Regions from separate parts of the Bombyx mori genome. Here region 2 is linked to region 1. A link is a contact called in public Hi-C data. All regions are on one chromosome and are shown on one strand. Each heading gives the region's core, a stretch centred on a gene start, on an enhancer-like site or on the middle of the called end of the contact. The rest is flanking DNA. Distances are from core to core; before and after follow the strand shown. Region 1 overlaps LOC101743856 (extracellular serine/threonine protein CG31145). Region 2 overlaps LOC101743856 (extracellular serine/threonine protein CG31145).

The links. A called contact is a pair of places that touch in the nucleus more often than the background predicts.
Region 2: a Hi-C map of middle silk gland shows a contact between it and region 1, with 2.1 times the contacts expected there. The contact joins two enhancer-like sites. A contact is called at or near these places in 3 of 7 Hi-C or Micro-C datasets (middle silk gland, posterior silk gland and whole pupa).

The regions. Positions count from the first base shown.
Region 1 is chr17:11,044,829-11,048,008 of ASM3026992v2, forward strand. The region is part of intron 1 of LOC101743856 (extracellular serine/threonine protein CG31145); the gene reads right to left. Among protein-coding and RNA genes, the nearest start is that of LOC101743856, 62 kb to the right of the region's middle. Within about 2 kb of position 1,598, at least 7 of the 8 cell types and tissues checked have open chromatin away from gene starts, as enhancers often do.
Region 2 is chr17:11,098,297-11,101,476 of ASM3026992v2, forward strand. All of the region lies in intron 1 of LOC101743856 (extracellular serine/threonine protein CG31145), which reads right to left. Among protein-coding and RNA genes, the nearest start is that of LOC101743856, 9.0 kb to the right of the region's middle. Within about 2 kb of position 1,600, at least 3 of the 8 cell types and tissues checked have open chromatin away from gene starts, as enhancers often do.

The DNA of each region.
Region 1 (3,180 bases), core at 348-2,847:
TGTAGACGCTCTAGCAAAAATTTTGAACGTGAGATGTAAAAAAATACTTAAGTAATGTTTTTATTTAATACTATTTTCAATCTAATTTGTAGTTGCTTCTTATTGTTATTATTTTTTATTGCCCTCGTAAGCAGACGAGCATACGGCCCACCTGTTGAGTGGTTATCGTCGCCCACGGGCTTCAGCAATGCCAGGGGCAGAGCCAAGCCGTTGCCTACAAATGCGGCATTTCTAGTTAACTTGTTAGATGTATTTAGTGGTCACTTGACAAAAGCCACTCGAAGCGTAGGCTTCATCAAAGTCAAAATTTTTAGTGTTGTATAAACCTTGACGGAATATTACTTATGTGTTATGTCGGTGTGAATTGTGACATCTTACTTTTTGTTACACAATTGTTTTACTTATTATATTAGGATGAGTAAGATTATGAAATCTCCTTCTAATAGTTCTTTCAATGGTATCTTTTAAAACTAGCCGACACATATTCTCAGTTCAGTTTGAAACTGTATAGAGAACTGTGTAGTAGGTACATAGTAACAGAAAATCCGGTCACCGTCCTCGTCGAATCCGTCACTTGCGACGAAGGGTTCGACGAGCGAATTAACCCATAGACACAGCGCACTGAGTTTCTCGCCGGATCTTCTCAGTGGGTCGCGTTTCCGGTCCGGTGGTAGATTCTGCGAAGCACTGCTCTTGCTAGAGCCAGTGTTAACATCACTCCGGTTTGAGCCCCGTGAGCTCACCTACTAGCTAAGGTTAAGCTGAAATAGCCTTGAAAAAAAATTATAGAAAAAAACTTATTTGTTGGAACGACTCGCCCGCCAACCATCGTGCGTTTATTGTCCAAGGCAAGAAACCTTCAATGAAGAGAACACTTAATTGGGCAAATAAAGCGTCAACGCATAAAATACGAACTCAAAAACAAATCTTAAAATAATCTTTTTTTATTAGGAAATTCAAATAATCATTTTAATAGACGAAGAATTTTAACAATCACCCTTTACGTTTGAAGCGTTATCATGGACCACGATAAAGTGAATAGCGTGCATTGTATTAATAATAATGATTAATACGAGTACGTTTATTGACTTCGCCCTCTTTCACGAGACAAGGAAGCCATTCGACAATCTTCTTCTCCATATATAAAAATGAATTACTGTTCGTTAGTTTCGCTAAAACTCGAGAACGGCTGAACCGATTTGGCTAATTTTGGTCTTGAATTATTTGCGGAAGTCCAGAGAAGGTTTAAAAGCTACATAAATAGGAAAATGTTCGGAATTTAATAAAAATAACCATTTTGTTTTTCCTTTGATGTGTCCCCCGTCGGACCGATTACTTTTGTTTGTTTTAAGTTTATTTTATACAAAAGTTTAGGTCTTTTATTTATCGATAGAGGCACTATAAAGTGTGCTGGGTCAGCTAGTCTTAATAAAGTATTATACTTTATCCCGGAAAATATACCTAATGTTTTGTTTTAATAAAGTACAATAGATCCATCCGCTGAGTTTAATGTTTTATTAAAGTCTTCGGGTCATGCTTGACCTTGAAACGCACGGATCAGTACAAAACAATGAAGTATCGGCCATTCGTACGTGCGTTGCATCGAAATAATGCGACAGTTTTGTTTGTCACAACTGTGCCAGGTTAATAAGGCTAGCCACATGTCTGGTCATGCGTCGAATTCAAAAACAGCAAACACAAAACATACTAAACAAATATCATCTTAAACCAATGTATCATAGAGCCGAAATCGCTTTGACAGTTTCATCTGTCAAGAAAGCTCTGATTTCACGGATGTCGATTTATATTGCGATCTTTATCGACGTCACGACAAGGAAATTAGGTGAAAACACATTTAAAAGAAAGTGTAGTGTTTCGTGTAAAAGAAAAAAAAACCTTTTATTCAATAATTACTGTTCTCATTCGGTTGCGAACAAACGTCAGCGGCATACCATGACGCCATATCGGTAAGTAGTTAACGTATAATAATGGCACGTAAGATCAATGACCTGGCACTCCAATGGTGCTGTATTTTCAATTGTTATACTGTTAAATTTACTTCGAAATTTCTCCCTGAATATGTACACCTAGACGTACTTTCTTACTGTTACTTCTGTCAGCAGTCAAGAGATACAACGAAGAAAACTCTACCTTCAGGAGGTACTTACTATTCTTGATGATGACCTCCGCGACATATCCATTTATAGTTTATTTTCAGATTACCAAATGGGTTTATTCCGTACAACTGTTTGTAATTCAATATGGTTTGAGATCTTAGTTTAATAAGTTAATTAAATGATCAAAACCATAAGTGCAGTTCGTTTCCAGAGGTCTTTTTTGCCACGTACCATCCGACTATGGAATGAGCTACCCTCCGCGGTGTTTCTCGAGCGCTATGACATGTTCTTCTTCAAAAGAGGCTTGTGGAGAGTATTAAGCGGTAGGCAGTGGCTTGGCTCTGCCCCTGGCATTGCTGAAGTCCCTGGGCGACGGTGACCACTCATCATCAGGTGGGCCGTATGCTGCCTACAAGGGCAATAAAAAAAAAAGTGCAAAGTTGTTCTAGCCTAGAGGAAAAGACGCCGGACTTATATTGTACTGAACGGGGCGAGCATGTCCGTACTAATTTTTCTAAGAAAGTACGTAGTATGTACCTAGCGCGTAAATATTCACGAACGGCTCTCACGACGGCCGAACATAATAATAAATTAAATACGAAATCCAAAAAAAGCCTAATTATTAATAGTAAGCCTAATTATTAATAGTAATTAAAATATAATACAATTGAGCGTTGCCCCTTAACTCTCAATACGAAAGTTCAATTCACGTTGTAATGGGCTTCGGTTACTTTTAAAATGTGCAAACTTTAATAAGTCAGAGCGCGTATCGAGGCATCTATTGCAATAAAAAAAGATAACTATAAAACTTATGTACATATGTTGAAGGCCATTTATTGTGGTTTTATGACGTCGATTTAATAATAATTTGAATTCAATAAATTAATTCCACGAAGCACGTAAAACCGATAAGACGTGCTCCGGCAACGCTTCGTAGTTTTAGATCCACCTATACAAAAATAAAACTGTTCTATTTGAAACTTTATTATCGTTTTGTACCCAATATTTTACAATACACATGGGACAATATACTATTATTACACATATTATAAGGAAATGTATT
Region 2 (3,180 bases), core at 350-2,849, 53 kb after region 1:
AATATTAGCTTATTAATCTTTGTTAAACTATGACCACAAATAATAATAAAATAAATAAATAAACAGTAGGATCATAATCAAATAAGTACACAAATGAGGGTTTATTTAAATTATATATTATCTAGATATTCTATGACATTCTCGAGAGCCTACTAATTATAACTTTCCGTGCATATTGAAATTGCAGGGATCGACTTTCATTTAGAAATCTATACGACGGATCTTGTTACAATGCGCGTTGATTGCAATAGAATAGTAGTAATTTTGTTACAACATTTTATTTAAGAGTTTTTATTAAATCTGTATGAAAAATTAAATACTCTAATCATAATATTTAACACACATATATCTATGGACGTGTCAATGAATTTAATAAAAATCTACATAATTCATTCAACGGTCACATAATACTGACTTTTTCATTTTTCTTTATGTTACAAGTAAGTTATTCGGTTAATGTTTATTTTACATTAAACATCTGCGTCATTACGTGACGAACATCGTGCGTGGTCGCTGTGTTGAACTGCTATTTATTGAAACCGGCAATGAAAACTCAAGAGGCTCAATTAACGCGGTCCGGTGTGGCCACTTTTTTCCTTTCCAATTTTATGGTCCGAATGAACGCAATAATTGCGGACTACCCTCATTGCGGTATGTCATTCGACGTCAGTGGACGGTGGAACCTTAATTATGCCTAAGACAATTTTCTGATAGGAATTGGAACATGAAAATTACTTTTGATATGCAAACTCACAAAATGCACTGTCATTAAACGTGAACACGTTAATGATGATCAAGTTTTCGTGATACAAAGGTTGAGATTGCGTCACGGTGTAGGTAACCCTGTAGAGGCAAATTACAATTTAATATTTTTCTTATTACTCCAATTCCTTTTACATTACGAATGTTGTGATTACTTTTATATCTCACTACTGGTTTTTAACAACTTATAATATATACTAATATTACAAAGCTGAAGAGATTGTTTGTTTGAAAGCGCTAATCTCAGGAACTACTAGTCCGATTTGAAAAATTTTTTCAGTGTTAGATAGCTCATTTATTGAGGAAGGCTATAGGCTATATAACATCACGCTAAGATAAGAGCGCCAATAATGTTTCAAAATCTGTTTTTTTTCCCTTTTGAGAGCTGCCGCTGCGTGCGCTGCGGAAACGGTTAAAGTTTCGCTAAAATAGTGTATGACAGAATTGTTCCCCTTTAAAATATCTAAAAAGAAGTTCGCGACAGCATATGTCTATATGTTAAGGTTGGCTCACTGGCTATGCCAAAGTAACTATTCCGCGGACGCGGACGAAGTCGCGGGCAAAAGCTAGTCATAATAATAATTGAGATTAATAAGTAGGCCTTATTTGTTGGTTGATGTTCCCTAGAATTCCTATTCCGCTTTTCTAATCTTAGGTCAAGTATTACCAAGCTTCATCGACATTAAGCGTGCTGTCTAATTAGCTTCACCATTTATTCGAAACCATTAATTTCTTAACACACTTTTCATGTTTTATTTCTAAATGTAACACAGTAATGAGCAACATTTATTAGCAATAATTCTATCGGACAGAGGTATTATTGTATAAAATGTATGTCGGTCTGCACAATATAACAATATGCTCTTCCTGTCAGCCATTGATACCGCCGCCACAGGAAATGCAAGGGCACTCTTTATTTTATTTTATTCTAAATCGATTTGTTCATGTGGTTGTTTTATTTATATTCACGTAATGTGGATCAATATTAATTAAATCGAACATTTGACTTCAGAAAAGAGCTCGTTTGGAACATTTGGGTATACGAAGAGATTTTGTTTAACTTAAATTGTTTTCGGATGATTTCGCCATCTCTTTATAAACAAAAACACCCGGGACCTCAGCTTTCATGCACAGAGTGGATATCAATGATCATTTTGGCCACGCGCTATAGTGAAATCTTATGTGGCAAATGATTACCAATACTTCACTCTGGAATAACGTTTTTTAGCATATTTAAATTGCATAATTATTAATAAAAGTTAAGTAATTTATGTTCATAAAGACTGCATAATGCTGGCTGCGTAGGACCGGTCATTATAGCAAATCTTGAGGGAGGCCTATATCTAGCAGTGGGCTGATGTATTATTTACGAGATTTAATAGTCTACTAAATCTTCTCTCTAATATTTTTTTCCCCATCTAAGAAACACATATTCACATCACATTAATATTCTCTTTGTTGAGTGTAAAGAGTTGACTTTGCAATTCCTTACGCACTCCCCCACTTTAGATTCTCGTAAATATTACAAATCTATTGATAATTTTATCGCGAACTAAACGTTAGGTACTTCGCCATCAATACTAAGAACTCCAAACTAAAACAACAAACAAAACTAAAAGTTGCATAAAAGGAAAATTCCTAAAATCGTAACAATCAGATGAAAGCCCATGCAATGTAACAGTTTATAAACACCGCAAAATGTTTACAGTAGCACCGCGCTCCCATTGTAACTGTAAGACTTCGTTCACAACGAACAGAAAAAAGAAAATCAAATTAAAACAATACATCCTGTAGATAAGGACACGCGATATTGCTATTCTTAACATCTTATGTATTTTTCAGTAATTCAAATAAATAAACTTATAGTTAATTTAAAAAAAAAACGACTGTATGTTTCAATAGGAAATTTTAATTCGAGTCTGAATTCCAGTGTTCTTTTATGTGGCTATATAAAGTTCTTCTTACATGTTAAGTTGACTTTTAAGATGTAATGCAGATGAGTAGCGTTCTGGTATTCAGTCGTAACTATCATCTATGGATAAAAGAGATGTCAAAAGCCCTGTCCCTACCAAAAAGTATTTTCTGTAGTATTAAATAGATTTACAAAATTTGGTCCAACATGAAACCTACAATTGCACAACAGCTTTAGCTGAAACAAATGCTACTTATAAACTACATAAATTTTCCGCATTTTTATTGCCGTTTTTCATAAACCAAACGAATAGGTTTTCGATAAAGCGAGATTATTTCCTGCACGAGTAATGGAAAATGTTAGTTAAATCTTACGATTGACTGCGTTTTGTTTGTGCTGTTTTCAAATAACTTTTCTTGTAACTAATTTAACATAAAACTGTAGCACTAATTACTTAGAGTTAAACTTATTTTATTGCCACTTCAAAGTCATTAACGTCTGTAAAA